Linked DNA regions of Gossypium hirsutum: region 2 is linked to region 1. Evidence: chromatin contacts called from public Hi-C data. All regions are on one chromosome and are shown on one strand. Each heading gives the region's core, a stretch centred on a gene start, on an enhancer-like site or on the middle of the called end of the contact. The rest is flanking DNA. Distances are from core to core; before and after follow the strand shown.

What was found. Hi-C and Micro-C count contacts between places; a contact is called where the count stands out from the background.
Region 2: a Hi-C map of leaf shows a contact between it and region 1, with 2.5 times the contacts expected there. The contact joins two enhancer-like sites. A contact is called at or near these places in 10 of 34 Hi-C or Micro-C datasets (anther, callus, cotyledon and 4 more).

Annotation. Positions count from the first base shown.
Region 1 is chrD04:41,241,410-41,246,975 of Gossypium_hirsutum_v2.1, forward strand. No RefSeq gene overlaps it. Among protein-coding and RNA genes, the nearest start is that of LOC121216504, 27 kb to the left of the region's middle. Within about 2 kb of position 3,317, at least 7 of the 9 cell types and tissues checked have an H3K27ac peak or open chromatin away from gene starts, as enhancers often do. A contact at or near this core is called in leaf, where this site is marked.
Region 2 is chrD04:41,362,539-41,368,104 of Gossypium_hirsutum_v2.1, forward strand. No RefSeq gene overlaps it. Among protein-coding and RNA genes, the nearest start is that of LOC121216029, 41 kb to the right of the region's middle. Within about 2 kb of position 2,688, at least 1 of the 9 cell types and tissues checked has an H3K27ac peak or open chromatin away from gene starts, as enhancers often do. A contact at or near this core is called in leaf, where this site is marked.

The DNA.
Region 1 (5,566 bases), core at 2,067-4,566:
CATGGTTTAAGACATGGGCTGGGACACAGCCGTGTGACCTCTGTTTTTCTAAATTTCCAACTTTTCCTTAGATTTTTTGAATTATTTCAAATTAGGCCCTAAGGGTTTTTAAGATCATTTCTATAGACCCTTAAGCTCGATTTAAGCCTTGTAAATGTAAGTTATTATTGTAATTCAATTACTTAATGGTATTTGAGAAATTATATTGTAATGATCATGATTTTACCTGTTTATTTTTATTAACTTGTTGTAGCATTCCTATAACCCTATTTCAATGACAGATACAGGTTAGGGGTGTTACAGTTTGTCACCATGTTTTTCTGCTATAACATTTTGAGCCCACCAAAGTTGTGATGCCTATAGCAGAAATGCCATAACCAAGCCTCATCATTCACTTTTACTAAGAAACATGAATGAGTGGGACTTAGGATATAAAGAGGAAACATCCGGTTTGATGTCATGTTCACCTGAGCAATTAAGCCCAATTTCTCATTTTGAATTATGCATACTTCATTTTTAATGAAGATATTGAACCCCTTCTCTTGCAACTGACCCACACTAAGTAAGTTGGTCTTCAAATCTAGAACAAAGAGAACATTAGAAATAGTGTGGATAATTTATCCTTTGGTTTGGAGAGCGATTTTTCCTTTTCCCATGACAAATATCGTGGAGTTCTTACCAAACTTGACAGTGTTGCAAAAAGATTCATCTGGTTCGAAAAAAATTCTCTTATCTCCACACATGTGGTTGTCGCAACCAGTGTCTAGATACCATAAGTTTTTTGTGTTTCTTCATTCACATGACACACTATAAAAAAAGATACCTCTTCCTCTTGTTCTGCAAAATGTTGATTCTTCCCTATTTTTCTTATTTAAATTAGTTCGACATCCTGACTGATAATAACTATACATATAACACCTATAATATTCAACTTTTGACTTGTCTTCTGACCTTGGACGATGAGTTGCTGAGTTACGGCCTCCTCATTCCCGTCCTCTTCCTCTTCTTTGAGATTGACTTTCTCGTTGTTTTTGCTGTTGTTCTGCCATTGATTGTTACTTCTCTTCTCTTTACTTCTGCTTTTACCTCCTTTAAACATCTAGTGATTTCCTGTTGAAGCTTTCAAAGCTTACTTATCATTGTCTTGCTACTTGATCTTTTGTTCATGTACCAGTAAAGAAATTTACAGCTCATCAAGTGAGAGTTCATCAATATCCTTAGATTCCTTAATTGCACAGACAACAAAATTGAATTTTGGTGTTAAGGATGTGAGTATCTTTTCAATTTTGATGATATCCTTTGACTTGTTGCCATACATCTGCATCTTGTTAACGACTTCCATGACTCGTGAGAATTAAATTCTAATTGACTACCTGACTTCATCTTAACGTTTTCAAACTCTGTACGAGGTGTTTGAAGCTGTTGCCTCTTTGCTTTCGCTAAGCCTTCATATTTTTTCTTTATTAAATCCCAGATTTTCTTGGAAGTGTCTTTGTAAAGAACAGTCTCTAAGATTGAACAATCAATAGCCTGAAACAAATACTTCTTGGCCTTCAAATCCTTCAATTTCAATCATTCGATTTCTATCATTTGTGCATCTGTCATTGCTGTTGTAATTCTGGTACTCCATCTGAGACAACTTGCCAATATTCTTTTGATCTTAGGAAATTCTCCATTAGCATACCCCAATAATCATAATGACCATCAAAGTGAGGAATCACTAGTTGTACAAAGTTGTCAGAGGCCATTGTTATTAAATTGAACCATGCCTAGATACCCCTGTTAACAGTAAAGAATAGAAGAGGTTCAAGTAAAGTAGAAGAGATGAGAGGAAGTGGAAATGTTCAGATCAACTTTATTCAGCAAGGAAGCCTATAAATAGGTAATACATATAACAGATGAAAGCTAAAAATTAGCAACTAGAAGAGACAATTGGAACTACAATCTAATAACTAGGGAAGTGAAAACCAAGAAAATAAGTCAGGAAATTATGGAAATGTCTTTTCGTAATTAAAATAAGGCACATTATTTAAGGATATTTTAGTCTTTTTATTTGAATGAAAACCAAGAAAAATATGCAAATGATGAGATTTGAACCTGCATCAATTAGAGTAGTAAAATCTTAAATTTACCACTTAATCAAAGCTTTATTTTATTTTTTAATGTATTTTTAAATATACACAATTTATTATATTCGCCGGTTGTATATATACTTTTAATAAAATCTCTGGCTGAGTTGGTGTCACGAGTCAACCGGCACCAACTCGATCAAGGTAATTACAAAAATGTATTTCCATATTCAAAATAAGTTATATTATTCTAAAATACTTTAGTCTTTTTAATTTAAAAAACAATAAAAAAATATGCATAATATGGGATGTAACGCCTTAAACCAGATTCGATTAATCGAATTCTGATCTTGGGTATTACCACACAAATGCAGATACAAGCTTAATTTACTTATAGAATTTACAGATAATCACAACTTACTTGATTACAAAATTTCAAACTAAAATACATACGTATATATAACTACAACACATGGAAATTAAATTACAATAATATCTAAATTGAAATCCTATTCAATTACAGATACTCCAAAGTATGGATCTCTAAGTAACAATTCAGACTTCGAACTCGCCACCAAATTCGCTCTATATGCATAATAACCCGATACACCACTTCTTTGCATAGTCCTGGCAGTGTCCCTCCTAGCGTAATCCCACATCAACTCAGCTATAACGTAACACACAGAGATAAGTTCGTAAGAACTTAGTCAGGAAAACATCGTTTACCTGAGTCCTATTTGCACATTGCAACTGATAATTTATATAGACGATGTCATTGTTCTTAACATTCAACTTTATCTCTAGTCGAATCAACACAATTAACAAAAGGCTGCTACAGACACTAACCAGGATTCATGTTGAATCAACATCGACTAGAGTTTCTTCATCTGACCATTGTAACGCCGAGACTCCACCCATCATAGATGTGTCATTCTCAACCTCCTAACATAATCCCTTAATTAAGCCATCGATAGCCTAATTGATCAAAAGAGCAAAAAACTCCCCTTTTCGTATACCTTTTGGTATTTGCCCCATATCAGCGCTTAACCCTTCTATCTCTGTTGTTTGCCACTGACCGAATACCTCCCCTTATCTCCCTTCGATATTGTGTTGGGAAATCATTCCATCTCACCCTTCCATAAAGAAATCCCTTTGTTTTTCATTAATCTTAATAACATATTTCTCTTTTGTCTAAGCCATGGCCAACCGCTCGAAATCTGATTGGATCAGAACCATTATTCAAAAGTTTTAGACCCATTTTTGATCCATCATCGAATGGGTTATCTATCGGCCTAAACGAGGACCTTTGGTTGTTAACTGGCTTTAAAACAATTGAATTAGTTTTCGGCCCATTCATTAAAACAACAAATTTACATTTGTTCTTTGCTGGCCCTTTCTTAAACACACTAGTTTTGATTTGAGGGTTAGACAATAGTTTCCCCCTAACTGGCAAAGCCTTCCCCAAAGTTCCCTTATCAGATCCCTTAATTCCAGTGCTACCATTTAATGCAGTAGATTTGACCCCTTCAACCTCCCTGTAATTTTTGTTCAAAATGTCAAATCTTGATCCTCAAGCCCCCACATCAATGTTGTTGACAATTGGCTTCGTTGCCGTCAAGGGCGTCCAATGTGGTTTGTGTTCCACCAGCATCCATGTCCCAAATTGATCCCCTTTGTCACTACTATGTGTCATAGCATCCTTGTTGGAGCTCCAATCCGTAGCCCCTCCTTGAGCTGTCGTATCCCTGTCGAGATTCTCAACTGTAACCCCTTCAATTGTTTCTTTTTTCTCAGACCTATGCAGACATGCATCACTAGAGTGCTCGAATCTCCCACACCTGAAGCACACCAAAGGTTTAGTCTCATATTCCACGCATTGTACTCTTTCGTCAATTTGCAATTTTGGAACCAGCAGTTTCCCAAGGTCAATATAAACTGCAAGTCTCGCAAGCTACCCCATATCTTATTATCGTTATTACAGTCTATCTTCGCAACCCGTCCAATCGCTCTTGCAATGAACTTTAGAAGGCTTCTTGTGTACATGCCCTCCGATAGCCCAGGCAATCTAATCCAAACTAGTAAACTAGTGGGAAAATCTTGATCTGTTGTGAACGAAGGTGTCCATGGCCTTACAGTGAGATGTTGGCCAAAAATTGTCCAAGGCCCTCCCGACACCGCATGAAGGTATTCATCATCATCTTGAAAATTAACAGAACAATAATCATTCTCTAAGCCAATTACTTTTAATGGCTACTTAGTTTTCCAGATAACTTGCAATTTATTAGTCATAGTAAGGTATGAAATTTTCCTTCCTAGTAATTTGACGACCACAGTCCGAGCCATGCACTTGGAAATAAATTGATGAACTCGTTCGAAGAAAGTGATGGAAAGGATGCCATCAATAATCTCTTTTTCTGCTTCTCCCTTTAGTAACTCGAAGTCTTCTTCATTCTGCGAATTAATCCTTTCAGCTGTGGCGCCTAAAAGCTTATATTTCTATGACATCGTTCGAACACCAATCGAGACCGCTTTCATACATTTGTCATTAACAATAGGATTGTCCAAATCCAATGGATCCTCCAGCCTCTGCCTAATCGTTTTTGCCGATCTCCTACCGTTCCTAGATTCCATTTCAATTTTAGAACAAAAACTGAAATATGTTCAAACTAAAACTAGAATAAATCTAAATAAACCCACAAAGAGTGTCACTAAAACTCAAAGTAATATGATGAAGAATTCTCACATAGCATTTGTGCAAGAATATTCAAGATATTGTTTTTTCAAACACTCGCCATCATGGGTAGAAAATTGGACATATTAAACTCTATTAAGAGTGGTTAGTAATTCAATGAATAATTCAACTGCAAATTTATAACTTCAGATGTAATTGATTATGTGTACTTATAATAATTTATTACATTTTTTTTAAGAAAAAGACAAAATAAGGAGAGAGGACAAATAAGAACCGGACTTGTCAATGTGTTGCTGTACGAAGCTTTATTTATTTATTTATTTTTTTTTTTGAAAATTCTTCAACGTAAAAAATTAGGCCTAAGAAATTAACTTGACAAAAAATGAGACACATGGTTCAAAACAGACAACAAATGTTCGATATTTACAATTAGGCCCAGCTTGGAGTTATAATATTTTTTTATGAATTTATATTAGATTTATAAATATAACAAAATAAAAAAATAAAAAGTAATTTCTATAAAAAATGATAGAAAGTGTTAAAGTTTCTATTAAATAATTTATGTTTTTAAATTTAATAAAAGTAAAGTAAATTGCTAAAAAATAAATAGGTATAAAGCTATAATTTGTTGGAAGAAAAATTAAAATATTAAATTTTAAGTAAATAAAAGTTAAAGTAGAAAAGAAATCATTTTTAGATATATATTTACACTAATATATGTAAATATTTGGCTTGTAATGGTTTCATGAGCTAGAAACTAATTTTTAAATTAAAAAACTTTTGCATATAGACAAAGCTTGCTACT
Region 2 (5,566 bases), core at 1,438-3,937, 120 kb after region 1:
ATCTCAATTTTGAAAATTTTAAATTTGAGTAAAAAAATGATATAATGCTACATTTGATGCATGAATGAATGTCGCTTTAACAAATAACGATAATAACTACAACAATGGTATAGAAATAGTATGAATAGATAAATAAATAAACGAAATTAATATACATAAAAATAACCAACGACATGCAAAGTATCAAATAAATGAGCAAAATAAAAATATTCTTTTAAAATATAAATGAAAACCTAAATCAATAAACGAATGAAGCAAATAAACAAAAATATAAAGAATAAAATGTTCAAATATATATATACATTTGAAATTATGAAAAATAAAAAAACATAAAGATAATTTACACATAAAATTTTGGGTTATAAAATTTATATATATAAAGCACATAATGCATTTATGAAAATGAAGAAAAAAATATAAATATATACATATATACATAAATTATAAAATATGTGTTAAGAATATAAGTAGGTAGTTCAACATTTTCGAAAATAAAATATATTGATGTATATATGTATATATATAAAAGAACATTCATTAAAAAAATAAATGTATATACATGACCATATAAAAAAATAAATATATACATATAGATTTAAAAAATGATTAAATAATAAATACATTATCGAAATTAATTAAATTTAAAAAATATAAAAAAAAGGGACTAAACTGAACTGAAGATGAAAAATCTGGGGCAAATTCGAAAATAAATAAAACCCAAAGGACCACATTGAACGCGCGAATAATCATGGAGGGATTGAAGGAGAAATTTTCCCTTTTCCCCTAAACGGCGTCGTTCCATCAGGACCAAATTGAAATTGGAAATAAATTAAAGAGCGAATTTTTAAAAATAAAAAAACTTAATAAAAACATTAAAACACGGAGGGGCTAAAGGCGCAATTTGCCCCTCCGCATAAAAACACGCGGATCCTAGGCCAAGTCGGGTCGGATTATCCAAAACGACGCCGTTTTTAACACTTAAAACCGCTCCTAAAACGGTACCGTTTAGTTACCCTATTTAAACCAACTTTTCCCCAAAAAAAATCATTTGTAGTAGGAGAAATATAAAAAAATAATAAAAAAATCTTGATTTCTCTGCTAGGGTTTCGACCCTAGCTTTTACGCCGCCACGCCTTTGCCGTGATCCCACCGTGGAAGGTGGTTGGAGTCGCACCCCAAAGGGGCTTATTGGCTCTTTTCGCGCAGATTTAAGGCGTCTCCAGGTATTTCCCTTTTTTTAAATAAATAATAAAACCCGATTTGGGTATTTTTTAGAAGAAATAAAACACAGAAGCAATGGCCTTTCGGCCTCTGTAATTCCAATTGCAAATCCGCGCGAAACCCTAAAGGGCTTTCGTGGCTTTGACGAACGGAGGAACCTCCGACAGCGGCGCGCGATCCAAAATCAGGTCTGTTGCAACCTCTTTCTTTCCTTTTTTTATACATTTTTTTAAATAGTACGCAAAGGAAAAAATATAAAGAAAACAAAAAAAAAAAACAAAAACAACAGTTCGAGATAAAATGTCGACCTTTTAATCTCTTGATTGATTTTGTGCACTCTTGGTATTCTCTGTTGTTTGTGAAAACACTCGTGTTTTTTTATTGATTTTTTTTCCATCCGTTTTACAGTGTATTTAGTAGCTTTATATAACAAACAATGAAACAAAAAATGGAAAGAAAATCTATTCGTATCTGCTTGATTTTGAGATCTTCTTGATTTTCTTGCCATATTCGTTGCCTATACTGCCCTATTTCTTTCTTGCTGTGCAGGTGAACGAGGATGCGGCTGGCGCGAAGTACTTGGTTGCGGCGCGAGGCTTACCCTAGAAAACCTGGGTTTTTTTTTGTTTTGATACTGTTTTGGGCCTATGCTTGTGATGGGTCACTGTATTTTAGGTTTGGGCCGTATTGGCCCACTGTAATTTGGACTCTATTTTTTATTTGTTTACTGAGGGCCTTTTAGACTCGGGCCAAACTCGGGTATTACATGGCTCATGAATGTTATTTTTACAACTATTTTTTAATTGATTTTGACATAATAATAAAAAAATTAACACTTAATTTTTAAAAAAATTATTTTTACGATAATTTTTTTTATCATTTTAATTGTAAACCTTTAAAATTTAGTCTAATTGATTGTCTAAAAAAAATCGAACTATTAAAATTTTAACACCACTAATTAAAAAATGATAATTTTTAAGAAAATATGATCAATATTAAGAATAAAGTATACATGAAGTATCACCGGATTATAATATAACCCTCATTAAACTTTTAACAATTCAGACAGTTTTTGTCTGAAAAAAACATTTAGATTAAGATTTGTAATTAAAAAAGATTAAAAGTAAAGCGATAGGAAAAGTTTAAGTACTAAAATCATCATTCAATCTTAGTTTTCCGCCTTGTCTATTTTGCTCAATATCGTCTCGACAGCTTGACCCATCATCAGGAGTTGCGCTTGAAGATATGTTGTTATAATCTTCTTTTTCACACACTCTCTCAGTACAATATAAAACTATCATTTGGGTCATATCAACATACATTTAAATATTGTGCATATAGAAGAACAAAATTTTAGGTTATAGATGCCAAGAGAGTAGACATTATAAAAGAACGGTAAGGTGTTTAGGTGGGGAAGAGATGTTGGGTGTTTTATTTTTTGAATGAGATTGACAACTTTCATGCAGGCCCGCCAGTTCTGTTTAAATGAAAAGCCCAAAATAGGGCCCATTGGCGGAATTTGTAATAACCAAAGCCCACCAAGATATTGTAGTTGGGGAAAAACTCTATTTGGCACAACTGGTGAAAGGGGAACATACATGTTTCTATTCTTTTTCTCCTTTTGTTTTTCATGAATTAAACATTATTGTCAAATGCCAAACGCAAAGGATAAAAAAAGTTGAGATGATTTGGAGTAGGAATGGCTTCAAATTGTATTTCTGTGTCTTTCTGTATTAACTTAACTCATATATCTATTTAGAAATTTGAATCCGTAAATTATTCGAGTATTACTATTTAAATTTGAATCTAAATTAAAATTATTATCCGTCAAATAATGAATCCACAAAAAATCCAAAATTAAAATTTTCAATCATACGCCGAATATTCGAATCCAAATTCACAAAATAATAGAAAATCAAACAAAAATTTAATTTTAAATAAATTTATCGATAATTATCTATAAATAAATGTAAATAAACAAAAGTAGTTAAATAACAATTCAAAAAAATTAAGCATAACAATTTCACGACAACTTAAATATACCTAAAAACTAAAATATAATAATTCTAAACAAATTCAAAGTTCTATAACAATACGAAATATCTTGATTACTTAACCCACGCTATGGTATATATATATATTATAATCTACCACTTATTTAGGATTTAAGCTTACATATTATTAATATAAAAATAAATATTATAAAAACATAGTTGTATATAAAGATACATATTATTAATAATCTACCTTAATTATATAATACTAATTGTATACATTACAATTTACAATAAGGTTAGTTGTACATTTAAGGTTTATGTTACATATAGTTAATAAACGAGGTAGGTTAAAATATCATAATTGTATAATAATTTTTATAAATTTGTAATTTATTTATATATAATAATTGATATATGATATGTAGTTAATTGGTTAATTTAACTAAATATGCTGAAAAAAAGTAAGCAGCTATGCCGTTTTTTTTTTGAAAATTTAATGATCTATGCCATTTTTGGAGAAAAAGGAAAACACGTCATACAAGGTGCGTTTTAAGGAGAGAGAATAAAAACGCATCCTACAGGGCAGTGAAATGGCTCCCTGTAGGACGCGTTTTCACTTTGGTAAAATTGTTTTTTTTCTTTTTTTTCTTTTTTTTCTTCCAGTTGAAAATTAGAAGTTTGTAGATTAATTTTTGTCCGTGTTTGAGATAGACATAGTTATAGTTTTAAGGAATGTTTAAATTTACGGTGGTGCCATAGAGCTAGAAGACCTACAAATTTCATCTGCCATGTGGGTATGGAGCCATCACTCGGGAATCCGGATAACATTGCAACTCAAGGTCCCAGTTGATAGTGATTATATGATTTGGGGTTGAAATGTAATCAGGGCTTCAAGTCTACAAAAGTTATGTTGTCAAGGGATGGAGCACAAATGTGTACGTAGTTGACAGTGGTTATGTAGGTTCGACAACGAGTTCTTCTCATAAAAAAGATGCTTTATAAAACTCAATCATAAATACAAGGAAGAAACACATAGTGACGTTTTAGTATAATCAAGTAATGTGTCTTATCAATCACAACCAAAGGTGGTGACCTTTGTATTATAACCTGTGATAGCATTGGGGTGTAACAAATTATACTAGCAAGGTCACCGCCTTCGGTGGAGATGAACAACACGAATTACTTGATTATACTGGAAGACCCTTTGTATTTTCCTTCCTCATACTTATATTTGAATTTTATGAAGCATGCTCCTCTGATGAGGAAAAACTCGTTGTGGTGCCTGTATTAGCACTATTAACTATGACCCCAGTTATGATTCATCTTGTGACAACATAACCTTTGTAAACTTGAAGCCTTAATTACATTTCAACCTGAGACGGTATAATCCTAGTCAACTTGGACCTCGAGTTGCAAAGTAATCCTAACTTATCAGGTGATGGCTCTATACTCACGCGACATGTGAAATTTGTAGGTTACCGAGCTACATGACATCACTGTGAACCCTAAGACAACTTAAAACTATGACTACGTCTCCCTCAAAGTGAAAGAGAAATAAATCTTGAAACCCAAAAATTTTAACATGCAAGAAAAAGAAAAAAAACAATTAAAAGGAGACTGAGATGTGGGTGAATAGGGGGTGAAGAAAGAACATTTATATAGGGGATGGGTCGGGGTATAAAGGGAAAATTTTTTTTATCCTGGGTTGCAAGGCTTAGAAGTAATCAAGTTGGGTTGTAGGAAGCGTTTTCATCTGGCATAGTGATCTGCCATAATTTGTTGTAGCAGATTAGGCCCAATTCTATACTAAATGAGCTAGTTTAATAGAAAATTAATATAGTTTATATTAAGTTTCCCTTCTTAGGACCTAGTGAATAAAATGAATGTTTTCATGTGTTTTATGACCTTTTAGGCCAATCTGGGCCTAAGGGAATACTAACATGTTGATTAAGTATGCAGGATATCATTCGAGGGCAAAAAGATAATGGACTGCTCCCGGTGTTGCAACACAGAGCTGGGATGTCGCAACGCAACAAGCATAATACCCAAGGAGCAATCCGCCGAGGATGTTGCGACATAGGCGAGACGGTATCGCGGCACAACCCTGAAGACACCAAGAATAAAACATACTGCCTTCGATGTTGTGACACAGCTTGAGGCTGTCGCGACATAGCTACGACGAGGCCAATTTAATGAGTAAGGGTGATTTCATCTATACAACCTAAATTAATATGCTTAGCCATCCTTACTTGACATAATTAGGTCATAATACATGTAATCTATAAATACTTGTTTAGAACAACACATTAGGGGAAGGATTCTTAGGTTTTTATTCTAGTTATTAGGTT